Regions from separate parts of the Columba livia genome. Here region 1 is linked to region 2. Evidence: chromatin contacts called from public Hi-C data. All regions are on one chromosome and are shown on one strand. Each heading gives the region's core, a stretch centred on a gene start, on an enhancer-like site or on the middle of the called end of the contact. The rest is flanking DNA. Distances are from core to core; before and after follow the strand shown.

The links. A called contact is a pair of places that touch in the nucleus more often than the background predicts.
Region 1: a contact with region 2 is called in a Hi-C map of liver, with 1.9 times the contacts expected there. The contact joins the promoter of ADGRF5 here to the enhancer-like site in region 2. A contact is called at or near these places in 2 of 2 Hi-C or Micro-C datasets (crop and liver).

What each region holds. Positions count from the first base shown.
Region 1 is chr3:7,048,683-7,055,791 of bColLiv1.pat.W.v2, forward strand. It overlaps ADGRF5 (adhesion G protein-coupled receptor F5), which reads right to left and starts at 1,957. Exons shown (of 24, transcript XM_065055728.1): 1 at 1,537-1,957; 2 at 878-938.
Region 2 is chr3:7,008,037-7,014,867 of bColLiv1.pat.W.v2, forward strand. It overlaps ADGRF5 (adhesion G protein-coupled receptor F5), which reads right to left. Exons shown (of 24, transcript XM_065055728.1): 19 at 6,558-6,737; 20 at 3,772-5,142; 21 at 2,780-2,821; 22 at 2,623-2,682; 23 at 274-358. Among named protein-coding and RNA genes, the nearest start is that of MEP1A, 33 kb to the left of the region's middle. Within about 2 kb of position 4,980, at least 1 of the 3 cell types and tissues checked has an H3K27ac peak away from gene starts, as active enhancers do.

The DNA.
Region 1 (7,109 bases), core at 707-3,206, 38 kb after region 2:
GTTAAAAAAATAAAAATAATCAAGGAGATCAGGACAAAGATATCTTCCCAGAGCCTACGCATGTTCTGTTTGTTTGGTTTTTAAACCTGCATCACCGGAGACAAACTCAGAGGAATCTAGGGAAGTTAAATAATGACAAATGCTAAATACAACAGGTTCCTGCTGAGCCGGCTGAGCCATTGCTGAATTTAGTCAAGTGCCACTTCCATGTGGATGCTGAAGATTTGCCCCTAAATTTCCTTATATATCACTTCGTTATGCAATGTTGCCAGACATCACAAGACAGATAAAGTGACAGAAATGGATGAGGAATTTTCTGGGTGAGAGGAAGATCTATGGGTTGAGAAATGCCATTTTTGCCATGCAAGAGCAAGTGATGGAGTGAGGTGAAATGGAGCCTCAGGCTTTCCAGTTCTCAATGCCATTTCCCTTGCCGTTTCCTTGCCTGTTATAAGCTCATTGCCTCCCATAAAAATGTCACTGAAAGCAGAAGTTACAGCTTTCAAACATTTATACCTTTTTCCCCCAAATCTGAAAGCCTCTGATACATGTAGGCGAGCATCACTTTCCTACTGATGCAGAGAGAGAAACAAGGTTGTACAAGGTCACACCACAGCTGTATTATTTTCCGAGTCATGATCCTTTAAGCAACCAGCAGGTTTGCTGCACCAGAGATGTTTGGATGGAGCAGAACTTTTTGGGTTACAGACACCAATGGAGGTGACAGCATCAGAAAGCATCCCCGCATCCCCCTGACACTGAGCAGTGGACAACAGCACTCCAGCATTACACTGTAAAACTGGTTTTCATTCAAGCAGCTTAAAACATAGTTAGAAAAGAATGGAAACAAGATAAATGTGACACTTGAAGACAGTACCTGGCAACGTCTCAGCCTGCAGCCACGCTTGCCCCAAGACTCTCTCCCCTGTCACCGTCACCTAATACGATAATGAAGGGGAATGCAAGAGATTGCTCTTGAAAGAAACAAGCCCATAGTTTTATACAGCTGACAAAAATACAATGCCTGCTATCTGCATTGCAAATCCCAGATGCCGTAAGCATAAAACTAAGTGAAAAAATCCAAATGCTACTGCCGTTGATTGTTTTTTTCCCGGAAACTATGCAGTATGCCTTAGGAGGTAATAAATGCAGTCCAGATTAGTACTGTATTTCCATGCACATCCCTCTTTACCTCTGCAGCCCTGAGTTTAAACTAGAGTAATCATAACCTCTATTAAACTTCTCTAGCCAAGCTAACAAACAGTAGCACTTCGCCAGAAACTTGAATGGTTTAATTCATACCTTGAAAAGCCAAAAGCATCCTACAGAAACCCGTCAACGCATCACCAGAAAAGGAAACATGCGCTGATTGCATTTTTCCCAGCAGAAACCTGCAGCAAGTTTACTGGTCATGCAAAGCTTTCACTGCAATGTCCAATTCTGACCCTGGAAATCCCTTCAAGCCACCTTCACCCGCCCCAAACTGTTCAACCACGCAAGGAGACCGATGCTGCATTTCACACACATCATCCATACCTGTAGGACAACAAGTGATCCTCATGTCCAAGTCTTTTCCGAACTTGTCCTTCTGTGCTGGGAAGGAAACTTCCCATCCAAGTGTCAACTCCTGCCTCAGTCTCTGCCCTTTGTTTTCCCAAGAGCTCCAGACACACCTGCTTTTCCGTGTGTGCTGTTGGTTGTTGGGCTTGGGGGGTTGTTTGTTTTTTTGTTTTGCGTTTCTTTCTGGAACAAATTAAACAGCCTGTGAGCAATTCTCTGTAAGGGAGAGAACCTTTTGGCTTGTGGTGATTTAATCAAGCAAGCCCTGTGACCTCCCTTTCCTGCGATCAGTGGGAACCGATCCCTTCTCCACCAGCACGGGGTGGAGTTGCAGCTGAAAAACATAAGCCTGAAAACGCTGTGCTGGATGGGCAGGGCTGATCTTCCTTCTCCGTTTGTTGTGTCAGAGAACACGGTGATTCCTGCTGGTCCGAAACACAGAGATGACCTCTGGCCAGGAAGGAACCTGAGAAATATTTTCTAAGCAATTTCCTGCCGTTGAGGGGGGAAGTGGATGCAAGGGACGCTTGGGCGGGGGTGCTCACAGAGTTGCTGGAGAGTGTAACTTCAAGATGAGGAAAACACTTTTTTGGTGATCAGGGGTGTGAAAGTAAAATAAATTACTTTGTTTTTCTAGGGTGAGCTGTTCTAAGAGCCTCCTCAGTTGTCACTCTGCACAGTGATCTGGAGTCTAAATTGTTCAGGTGCTTCTCAGACTTTCAACCATGGTGCCTTTCATGCTGAAAGGTGCTGAAGTCTTCTTCAAATTAATATAGGAGAGCCTTTCCACACGGAACTCTTGTTCAGCAACACCCCAGTGATAAAGCTGTGGCACAAAGGCTCCTTTTCAAGGTGCCAAAGGTTCATTCATCCAGAAGGACAGGTACCCCTGGAATAACCCCCAAACTGTGCTGTGTGGGTCCGGCTACCTAACTCTGGGCATCCCAGAGGGGGAATTGGACGTGAGCCGGCAATGTGCACTTGCAGCCCAGAAGGCCAATTGTATTTTGGACTGCATCAAAAGAACCATGGCCAGTAAGTTGAGGGAGGTGATTCTGCCCCTCTGTTCCGCTGTGGTGAGACCCCACCTGCAGTTTTGCAGCTCTGGAGCCCTCAGCACAGGACACACATGGACCTGTTGGAGAGGGGCCAGAAGAGCCGCAGAAATGATCTGAGGCTGGAACAGCTCTGCTGGGAGGACAGGCTGAGAGAGTTGGGGTGTTCAGCCTGGAGAAGAGAAGGTTCCAGGGAGAACTTATCGTGACCTTTCCATACTTAAAAGGGGTCGATAAGAAAGATGGAGACAGATGTTTTAGCAGGGCCTGTTGTGAAAGGACATGGGGTGATGGTTTTAAACTAAAGGAGGGGAGATTCAGGCCAGACATGAGGAAGAAATTTTTTACACTGAGGGTGGTGAAACACTGGCTCAGGTTGCCCAGAGAGGTGGTGGATGTCCCATCCCTGGAGACATCCTATACCAGGCTGTAGGGGGCTCTGAGCAACCTGATCTGGGTGAAGATGTCCCTGCTCATGGCAGGAGTTGGAGTGGATGAGCTTTGAGGGTCCTTTCCAACCCAAACTGTTCCATGATTCTATGGTTTTCATGACCTAACCAAAGGACCACACCCCAGGAAGGTGGGGATGGCTCCCCAAGGCTCAGTCATGGTTATGGACACTATAGTGGCCTCCTTGCTTTTGTCTCTCCTGCCTTTGCACCACCTCTGATCTTCTTTCAAACTAACACATTACAGCACTGTGGTCCTACATCAACCCAGGAGATGGCACAGGGTATATGTCACCTATTATAAGTGTTGCTTTGTGAGGGTATCAGCTTTTCCGTCTTGACTTTGGATGTAGCTGAGAACAGCTCGTGTCTCTATTTCAGGGTCTGAACAGGGTGTATCTGGACCATTCTTCTGAGGATGTCTTAAGATGGAAAATTGTGTATAGGGTTCAAGATCCCCACCTAAGAGCATCCTTCTTTCTGGACACATCAGGAATTTATTTAAGTAGCTTGATATCTCTACTCAGGATCACTTTTTAGTTACTCTATCATGATCCAGTTCATACTATAAAAGCAAAAAGGGACATTTGGACATTTCACTACTGAATACACCTCACTCTTGTGCTCACTGACATACACCTTTTTTCGCACAGAGAGGGAAAGAGACAGAGCTGTATACCACATCCTCATGTTCTTTTAATTAATGAGTGTGATCTGTATTTCCTTGTATTTAACAGCAACCTCTAAATCTAACAGCACTAACTTCCTTTCAGTGGGTTTTTCAGTTTCATTTTTTTTTGTCTGGCTGGAGCTGGAATTTTTATTCCAATTTATTTCCTTCTGCTGACTGGGATGAGCAAAATATGACAGTTGGGACATTTAGGAAAGAAAATGCTGCTGAGATTCTTTGATTAGAGTGACAGAATGATTATTTCTCTTAAGTGGAGCACCTAAGGGATTATTTTTTAAAGTATATAGAAAGTGCTTGTGGTACGTTTATTGTTCATTCTTGTTTTTCTGACTTTTATTGGTGTTGCTGATGGGTTTTGTGTTGGGTGGAAGGTGGTTTCCACCCCCACACTAGTTTCCAAGGTTTCCGAATTGTTCCTGTTCGTCATCAAGATAAGTTTGAAATCTTCAAGAAAGCCTGAGGCAGATTTTACTGTCACATCTGGGAAATGGAGAGAAATTAGTATTCTAGAGAACAGTTAAATAAATGTCTAAAATAGCTTAGAAGAAAGTATCAAAATCGACTTGGACCAGAAATGCCCATACTGCCTGTTGACTAACAGGAGTGTCAAAGACCATCTCAGGAGCAATATCTACATTGCTGGCATTTCCAGTGAAGTGAGATGAATACCACTCTTTGTGGAAAGACCTCGCTGCAATCAATGTGTCGTTATATTATGCAAAACTGAATGATTCTCTGGACTTCAAGATAAGAGCTGACATGCATGGTTTAGCATCATCAAACAACAATTCAATTTGCCAAAATGCAGACTGGTGCTCAGGCTGGGCATACACATTTTGAAGGGAATGAGGAAAGCCTGAACTTCTAATATTTGAGTAGGTATGAATAAATGCAAAGTATGGCTAGGTTTGACTTAATCTGGTTTAGAGGTTAGGAAAGGCTTGCAGGGCCTCAGGAGAGCTTTTATCTATCTATCTATCTATCTATCTATCTATCTATCTATCTATCTATCTATCTCCTGTGCTCTGTCTTTGCATGGCAAAGCTTATTCAGTTTGCACAGCACAGAGCACTATGGGGCTCTGAAGTTGGCGGGGGCCTCTCAGTACAACTATAACAAATCTAAATCGTTAAATGCCACAGGTCACTAGAAGGAGGATATATCAGGTCCCGTTATCAAGGAATGTCATGACCATCAAGTGAGCTGCAATGCTCTGATGTGCACAGGGACAGCAAAGGGATATTTCAGTTGTCCTGGTGATGCAGGCAGAGAGCAAAGAATTAACCTTTTCTCATATCAGGGGCAGCAAATCCTGATTCACTTTGCTCTAATGTGCTGAGAAGGAAGGAAGTAATGAAATGTCTCATTATACATCTGACTTGAGTAATATATTTAGAACTGACAGTAGTGCTGAAAGGCTGGATGGTTTCATATCAAAAGGAGTGATGTGCTCTGGACTGTCTCACTGCAGCCAGTGGTCAACTGAAAATATTCATCTGCATGAATAAGGTTCCTGAAGATTACTTTTTCCTAGAAACACCAGGAATTTGTTGCAGTGATTACAATTAATCTGGGTATTTGGAGAGCTTCAGTTGTACACTGCCATGGCCCAACTTTGTGGGTTTATTTTAGGTTTAAGTGTCTTGGGTTTATAATACGGGGTTTTTTTTCAGGCTAATTGCCACACTTGTATGAATTTCCTCATAGGAGAATGATGACTACAATAATGTGTAATGTCATCATTGTGTTGAGAAGTCACAAAACGCTAAATGGCTATTTAATCTTATAGAGAAAGGAAAAGAAAAAGCAAATGTGGGAAGCTAAAGATGGACAAATTGAATTTAAAAGCAAAGGTCCACATTTTTAATAATCTCAACAATCAACCATCCATCCAAATTTCCGTGCTATTCACTAATACTTGACACATTCACATCACAGCTGGCTGCTTTCCTACATTAGATGCCTCATTTTTCTTCATTTTTGCGCTTAGATAGAGATACAACTATTTGACATCCCTAATATAAGACCTACTCTTTCAGCTTTTAGATTTGCTTGAGCCCTTTTATTATTAAATTAGGCATCTGGGTGCTCTGGTGGACTGTGGTTTTAATGACACATTTTGCCTGGGGTTATATAAAGCTTCGTGTGCTAAAAGCAGTATCGACAGTAGGAAGCCAAGGGCCTTCACAGCTGATAGGAAATACCACTGGACAGACCCAGGCCAAGGTAGCAACTTCTGCAGAACGATGGAGAACTCATTGAACTCTTGTGAAAACCAATAGGGGAAGTGGAAGACGCCTGTAACTGGTAGCCTTTGTGTTCATGCGATTGTTGGATTTCCCCTAGCAGAAAATGAGGTAATTCCTCCAGGGATTTATGAGTCCCTACCCACAAAGTGCAACCCACCCATCCCTTTCTGAAACATCAAGCAGCCTCCCTTGGGTTAGTTGTGCCCTGTTTAAAACAGATGGCTCCAGGCAATGGCCATTTTCCCATCCTTTCTTCTGACAATGGACAATGAAGGGAATGCTTTTTAATGGTGCATTATCAAACAGAAATGGTGGCCTGAGGGATTTGACTGTGGAGAGCTTTGCAAAGCTGTATCCTACATAACATGAGGTTTAAGAACTCCATACAATGCAGTATGCTGTGAAATTCCCAGTTATTGTATTAGCTGCTCATAAAATTTATTAATATAAGTAATAATAATAACATCACAGAGAAGCCCAGCGGTCAGGAGGATACCTTTGCATTGAAGCTGTGTAGACACAGAGCTGCTGCTCCAAAGAGCAGGACAAGTAGGAGCTGAAGATACACAGGTGGAACAGGACAGGGGCAAAAGGAGTGGTCCTGGTCCTGGCGTGTCAAAGGACAAACTAGGACACTGCCCAGGGCAAGTGTAGAGTCTTACATGTGGGCAGGAACAACCCCAGGTTCCAGTATAAGTTGGGGAATGACCTGTTAGAGAGCAGCGTAGGACAAGGGACCTGGGAGTCCTGGGGGACAGCAGGATGACCATGAGTCAGCACCGGGCCCTTGTGGCCAAGAAGGCCGATGGCATTCTGGGGTGTATTAGAAGGGAGGTGGTTAGTAGGTCGAGAGAGGTTCTCCTTCCCCTCTACTCTGCCCTGGTGAGACCACACCTGGAATATTGTGTCCAGTTCTGGGCCCCTCAGTTCCAGAAGGACAGGGAACTGCTGGAGAGAGTCCAGCGCAGGGCAACAAAGATGATGAAGGGAGTGGAGCATCTCCCTTATGAGGAAAGGCTGAGGGAGCTGGGGGTCTTTAGTTTGGAGAAGAAGAGACTGAGGGGTGATCTCATTAATGTTTATGAGTATATAAAGGATGAGTGCC
Region 2 (6,831 bases), core at 3,730-6,229:
TGGTGGGTTTTAGAACTGGTGAAACATGCCATCATCCAATACTTGTTTTACTGTTAGGCAAATACGCTGCTAGCATTATGCTACAATCATGAGCCATTATGCTAATGATCCCAATGATTATTTCATTTCCTTTGTACTAGGAGATTAAATACCATTTATGGGTGGATGGGTAGACAAATAGCTTGATAGATATCAGGATATACAGACCCTCAGGGTGAGAACCCAGGCAAAACCTTGTTTGTGCTTCAGTAGGAAAGATCTACTGTCACATACCTGTTTTCCCACACAAGTTGTTAAAGGTTCTTGAAAATGGATAGCTCATAGCAAGCATTGGTGTCACCAGGATCAGGGAAGATGACTGTAAGAGAGAAAATTGCTTTTTGTCAAAAAAGCCACATTGAGGGGGAAAAAAAATGGTTACAATAAAATATTGTTCAGTAGTAAGAGCAGGCAATCCACAGAGGGACAACTTAGATGTTTGTGAGGCATCGGGTTCACCCATTTGCATGTTTATGATGATGATGAAGATCATCTTTAAAAGAAACTACAGGACACAAAGAACCTGTCTAACTGTTGGTCAGGGAAGATGACTTAGGCTACAGAGTCTGTCATATCAGGCAGTAGATAGTCTGGTCCCTTATCTGAGGGAGTATATCCACTAAGGTAGCCAGAAAAACTGAAATTTATATGCTTGGGGATGGTCGTTTAAGGCCAATAGCCTGAGATAGTCAGAAGCAAATTTAACTTGATACACTAGAGGGCATTGGAACACAAGTCTCTACGGTCTGGATGGGAAGGAACTTTTTGCTGCTGAAATGCAGTTTCTTTTTCAGTTCTGATTTTTTTGAGAATTTAATGGAATTCATCCAAAAGATGTGCTAAAAAAGTATGGAAAACACATATTTTTCTGTTCAGTCTGTCTTCATTCATTATATTGTACCATGGTGGGGGAAATTAGGCAGTTTTGTGCAACGTCACCTGTGTCATAAGGTGGCAGAGAAAGAAGGTAAAAGAATCACACCTAAAAAGTTTGATCAAAGACTTTGATCTTGCTTTGTTTATTCCTTATTTACAGAACTGACACAGAAACAAACCAATACCCATCACCTGGGGCAGCTTCCACAGTGTGAACTAGAGTTGGAAGTGTTTTGCTCAGGAAATTTTGTCTGAAAAGGAATTCAGAATTAAGGTCCAAGACTTAACAACTTATTCTCTCTGCTTTATTCTGCTGGATGTGACCGTATAGGATGGAATAAAGAAAGTGAGATGCTTAATATTTAACTGTATCAGTTATTCCTGCCTTCCTTGCAGTTTACTGGGAAAAAGAAGTTTTTCTCACAGTCAGAATAGCACCACATCACAAGCTGTCTCCTCCCAAGCCTTCAGCACATTGTTGGAGGGGACATGCAGAGAGGTCACTATGGGGTCCAATACTGGTTTAACATTTTCGTTCATGATATATAGATAGATAATGATATATAGATTGGAGAGGTGGACCCTCACCAAGTTGGCAAATGATACAAAGCTTGTAGGAATGACTGATAGACCAGGTCATTCAGAGACACCTCAACAGGCTGGAGTAATGGGATGACAGGACTCTTATGAAGTTCAGCAAAGGGAAATGTGGAGTCCTTCTGCCTCGAAGGAGAAACAACCTCATGCACCAGGACATGCTGGGAGTTAAAGGAGTAAAGGCAGAGCCAGCCATTTCTCCTTGGTGCCCAGTAAAAGGACAAGAGGTGGAGGGAATGAAGACAGAGCCAGACTTCTCTCATTTGTGCTCAGTGAAAGGACAAGAAGCTTTGGGAATAAATAGAAATAGAAGAAATCCCACTCAAGAAACATTTTCATTTTGAGCGTGGTCAAACACAGGAAAAGGCTACACAGAGAGATAGTGGAGTCTTGACCCCTAGAGCTACTCAAAACCCAACTGGCCATGGCTCTGAGCTCTAGATGACCATGGTCTGAGTGAGAGCGTGGTACTAGATGATCTCTGGAGGTACTTTCCAACTTCTGCAACTCTGCGATTCTTGTGGAAGCTGGAGGGATTTGAGCCAATGCTACTCCTCTGAGATGACAGTTCATACTTAATAGACTCCTTAGTTGCTTTGAGGCTATGTATCTTTGCAACACACAGGCATGATTTTGACTAAAGATTTAAACCTCTTCCCATTTTCTGCTACCAGCCTAAAGTGGTGGCTGACCTGTCTCCTTGTTTCATGAGTTCAAGTTGCAGTTCCTCCGTCCTTTCTTGCTCATAGCTGAAGGGCATTTTCCCAAAGAATCTCCCTTTGCTTTTCTCTTAGGTTGTGAATAAATAATAACACCCCCGAAATTTTCTGTGTTCTGACATAAAGTTTCAGTTACATTTTGTGGTTTATTTCACGTGGAATTTAGAGCAAATATCGATCAACCTCTTTCTCATTTTTTACCAATCGTAAGTGAAATAATGGCCTTCAAAAAAGGGAGTATATTCATACTTCTGTTGTTAGTGTCTTCAGTTTCTCTGACTAGTTCAAATAAATAATTCATAATATAAAGTGCATTTGACTTAAAAGACACTTGGAGAATATTAGACTGTTCAGCAGTAACAGATGTACGTTCTTAGCTCAAGGTTCTAACCTTTGTTTGCTGAGAACTCCATTTGGATATTGAATTCCTCTTCAGCAGGGCTTCTTGTATCTGTTTGTTAAAAAAAGTAAAAATCCATAAATACAGCAATTGTTTTCAAATTCCAACAGTGTTTTCACAGAATATAAGAAATAGTTTGAATTCCTACCTTCTTGTCCCAGAGAGTCCCAAACACCAAAATGAATAATCCCTAGGAGACAGATAATTACATGAAGTTTGATGACACCAACCTTTTAATTGCATAATTATCTCAAGCAATGTCTGTGTTGATTATTGAAACTCTGAACTCTTTGACAGAAGGCATTTTTCTATCTGTGCCTGACATAATGGACTGCTGATGTGGCAGGACTTCTTCAGGCCTGGCCTGCTTAAACCATGTGTATATCTGGTCTACAAAAGTGACACAGGCAGTTTGCTCGTGCTAAACAGATTTGGAAGAAGACACATTTGTGTATGGAAGACAGGCCTTGTCTCTGCTCCCCAGATAAACTGGCAGGTTCACAATATAAAAGGTAAATGAGTTTGGTCTGAAGCATACACTTTTGAGGTCACTCTTACGAGAGGGAGTAGAGATAAATATTGTGTCCTTAAGAAAACTTATTGTATTGGGATCCTATTGACCACCTAAATATATTGTTGTAAAAATCATGCTGATGGAAAACTCTCAGTCATGTAATTTGTTCAGTTCTTCTCTTTACTATTAGTACCACCCAGCTGTTCTTGGTAACGTTCACGTTGTTTATACTCCATCATTACTTGAACCCACAGGAGCATAGTGTGATGCCTCCAGATGCACTGTAAATGAGACCACACATGCTGAAACTTTCCCACCTGAACATAATAGGGCTATTTTCCTGATTTTCAGGAATGATGATCTTACCAAAGCTACTGGAAAAGTTGGGAGTTATCTTGATATCACCTTTATCTATAAGGCACATCTGTTAACACATCTGAGAATACAAAATACTGCTGAATTCCTGGGATGGGTTTCCCAAATAACCCTTTGGGAATAAGGATGTGCAAGGCAAACCTGAACCTTCACAAGATGTTTTTATTCCCCGCCAAGCATAGCACTGCAAGGGTGTCACTACATTTTAAATGGTCATAGAGGAAACAAAGCCATACGTATGTGTAACTCACCTGCAAAGCATTGAGCAGAGCAAAGAGGATGTGGAAAACTTGATGGCTGTTTTTGATGATGGTGGCAAAGCCAAATCCCCAGGTGAGGCCTAGTAGTGGTGTCAAGATGGCCACACTTTTGCCAATTTGAAACAAAGACTTCCTCTCCTGTCTGCTTGACCGATCCCCAATAGTTGGCCTCAGTATTTTTATTATAACAACTGCAGTGATGAACAAATTCATGGCCACAATGACCAGGGCAGGTATGACGAAGGCCAAGAGAGCTTTGCTGTCCTTCCAGTTTAGCCAGCAGACATCCTTTCTGGTGTAACTGTTACGTGGCAGTGTGACAGCGATGGTGACAACTGCAATGACAAAGGGACACCCATATCCCAGACAGAATGCGACTGCTTTCTGAGTGGTCTTGCTCGTGTCATGTAAGATAAAGACCAGTCTGTAGAAAAGCATGAGGCCCAGGCTGAGCATCCAGAAGAAGACACACAGGTAGAAAAAATGGATGAAGAAGGTGGTCACAAGACAGACATCTCTGCTCATCTGTTGGTTTTGGTTATTGATGGAGGCGGTGACAATGAACCAAACGTCAGCTATCAGGAGTGATATAGCTATGTTGAGTATACAGACATGGCGCATATAGGAGGTTGTGTTGTTTGTCACGTATTTCCAGACTAAGGATTCAATTATAATGCAAACCGCCAAACTCAAGATTGAAATGCCCAGGCCAATGTAGGTAATATAGTCTTCGAAGACCGCCTGGGAGGATTTATCAGGTGACATCAGAATGGAGAATGATGTCAAGTGATTGCAGGAGCAAATGACATAATCTTCTACCTCTGTGGGTGTGCAGCCATGAGTATCCCAGCCCCCTTTATATTTGTTGAGCGTGAAGTTCCAAAAGACACACTGGGGCATCTTCAGAGATGAGTTTTTCTTTGCAAAGGTCATATTAATATCAAACTTCTGGCTTCTGTTGCTGCTCACAGTTGTTGTTAGCAATAAGCCATTCACGTAGTCAGGCTCATTCCGGGGCAAAATATGTCCAAGTCGTGAGTACATCACACTGACAATGGTTGAATTTTGGGTTAGAGTCTGAATTTCAGTTTCATCAATGAGCACATTAGCTGTGAGGTTTTCTGTACTGCGGAAGTTTTTATTATAATCTGTGTTGCTGTTTTCTGTGACAACCATACCTTGTAGCTGAAGGCTGTTTGAGGAGACAGAAGGAATGGTATTATTAACTGCTCGGAGGTGCAGGGAGAAGTTTTCTACTGAAAGCAGTAACAAGGAACTTTTGAGTGTCTCCTCTTTATTCAGGTCTTCCCAAGCTTCAGTTGTGGAATCGGAAACAATAAAGTCCACTGTGGAGAGGAAATTCTGGAACAAGAAGAGAATAATGCTGTTACTGAAATCCCATACAAAAAATTGTTGTTTCTGATGGTAATTTTTGTGTGGTCCTAGAATTGCCTTTTGAAAAAGTCCAGCATTTTTTTGTTTTGCTCAATTCATGTGAAACCTTCAGTTATTAACCCTCTGCATGCTATGTTTTCAAGTTAAGGTTTCCAAAAGTGGAGCTGTGAGTCTTTTTTTTTTACATATTATTTACTATTTTTTTTTTTTCTCCAGCCTTCTTTCCCCTCTTTCTCTGCACTTGTGCTATCTTTGATTTTTCTCTCTCTTCTGTAGGGTTTTCCAGCTACAAACCATCATGTCTCTTTGCACTTTTCTGCTCGGAAGAGCAGCACCCTTCCTCTGTGCCTCACAATCAGTGTTTCCAAGTATTTCTAAGATATGTTTTGCCATTCATTTTCTGTAACATCTAATCGATTTTCCTTGCTTGATGCCCATCATTATTTCAGTGTGTTTGTTTTGTTTTGTTTTGTTTCTTTTCTATTTCTGCTCCTAATCATAGAAACAATGAAAGCTTTTTACCTTTGAAGATAATCTAGTCCAACAGCCCTGCCATGTGCAAGGACATCTAACCTGGCCTTGAACACTTCCAATGATGGGGCATCCACAACTTCTCTGGGTAGCCTGTTCCAGTGTCTCACCACCGTCACGGTGAAGAATTTCTTCCTTGTAGCCAATGGAAATCTACTGTCTTGCAGTTTAAAACAGTTACCCCTTGTCCTGTCACTACAGACCCTGCTAAAATGTCTTTCTTCATCTTTCCTGTAAGCCCCCTTTAAATATTGAAAGGCTGCAATAAGATCTCCCTGGAGCCTTCTCTTCTCCAGGCTGAACAACGCCAACTCTCTCAGACTTTCCCCATAGGAGAGCTGTTCCAGCCTCTGTTCATTTCTATGTCTCCTCTGGCCCCTCTCCAACAGGTCCATGTCTGTCCTGTGCTGGATGCAGGACTCTGGGTGGGGTCCCACGAGAGGGGATTAGAGCAAGAGAATCACCTCTATTGACATTTCTTTCAATGCAGCCCAGGATGCAGTTTGGTTTCTGAGTTACAAATGCACATTGCTGGCTCAAATCCAGTTTTTAACCCATCATTCCTTGTCCTTTCCTCTCACTTAGAATGCTAGAGACATTTATGGGTCCCTGGCAGGTTTCTAGTTGCTAAGCATGGAGCAGTCTCTCTTTCATGCATAGACTCCTTGTCTTCATCACTTCGACTTTTCATAAACTCTTCCATATGTTTACTGTCATTTCATCTAATTCCTTTAATACTTTCCTGTTCCTCACCCTAACTGTGAAAATTCTTCAGGGAGAATGTCATCTCCTGTGACAAAAGGGGGCAAAGTGTTTTATAAGTATAGGTAAGACAGAAGATAAAACCTTACATGAATAGTGAACTCCTCTGCCTCTGCTGGGATAGAGGAGACCATGTTCAGGATGGTAACAATTGCACCAAGGTTTGCAGGAGAACTACTTATTGTGTTCTGCTCCTCCTTTGTCTTTTCCTTAAGCTCTGCAAGGTATGTAGGTAGGTTTGCTTTTGCATCAGGACTGTTGACCAAGGCCTGGAACAGAGGAGAACAGTATATCACATGTGTGCAATTGCCTGGAGCCTGGTACTCATTCACAATGGCTTCCCCTGTACTAGTAAAATAAACA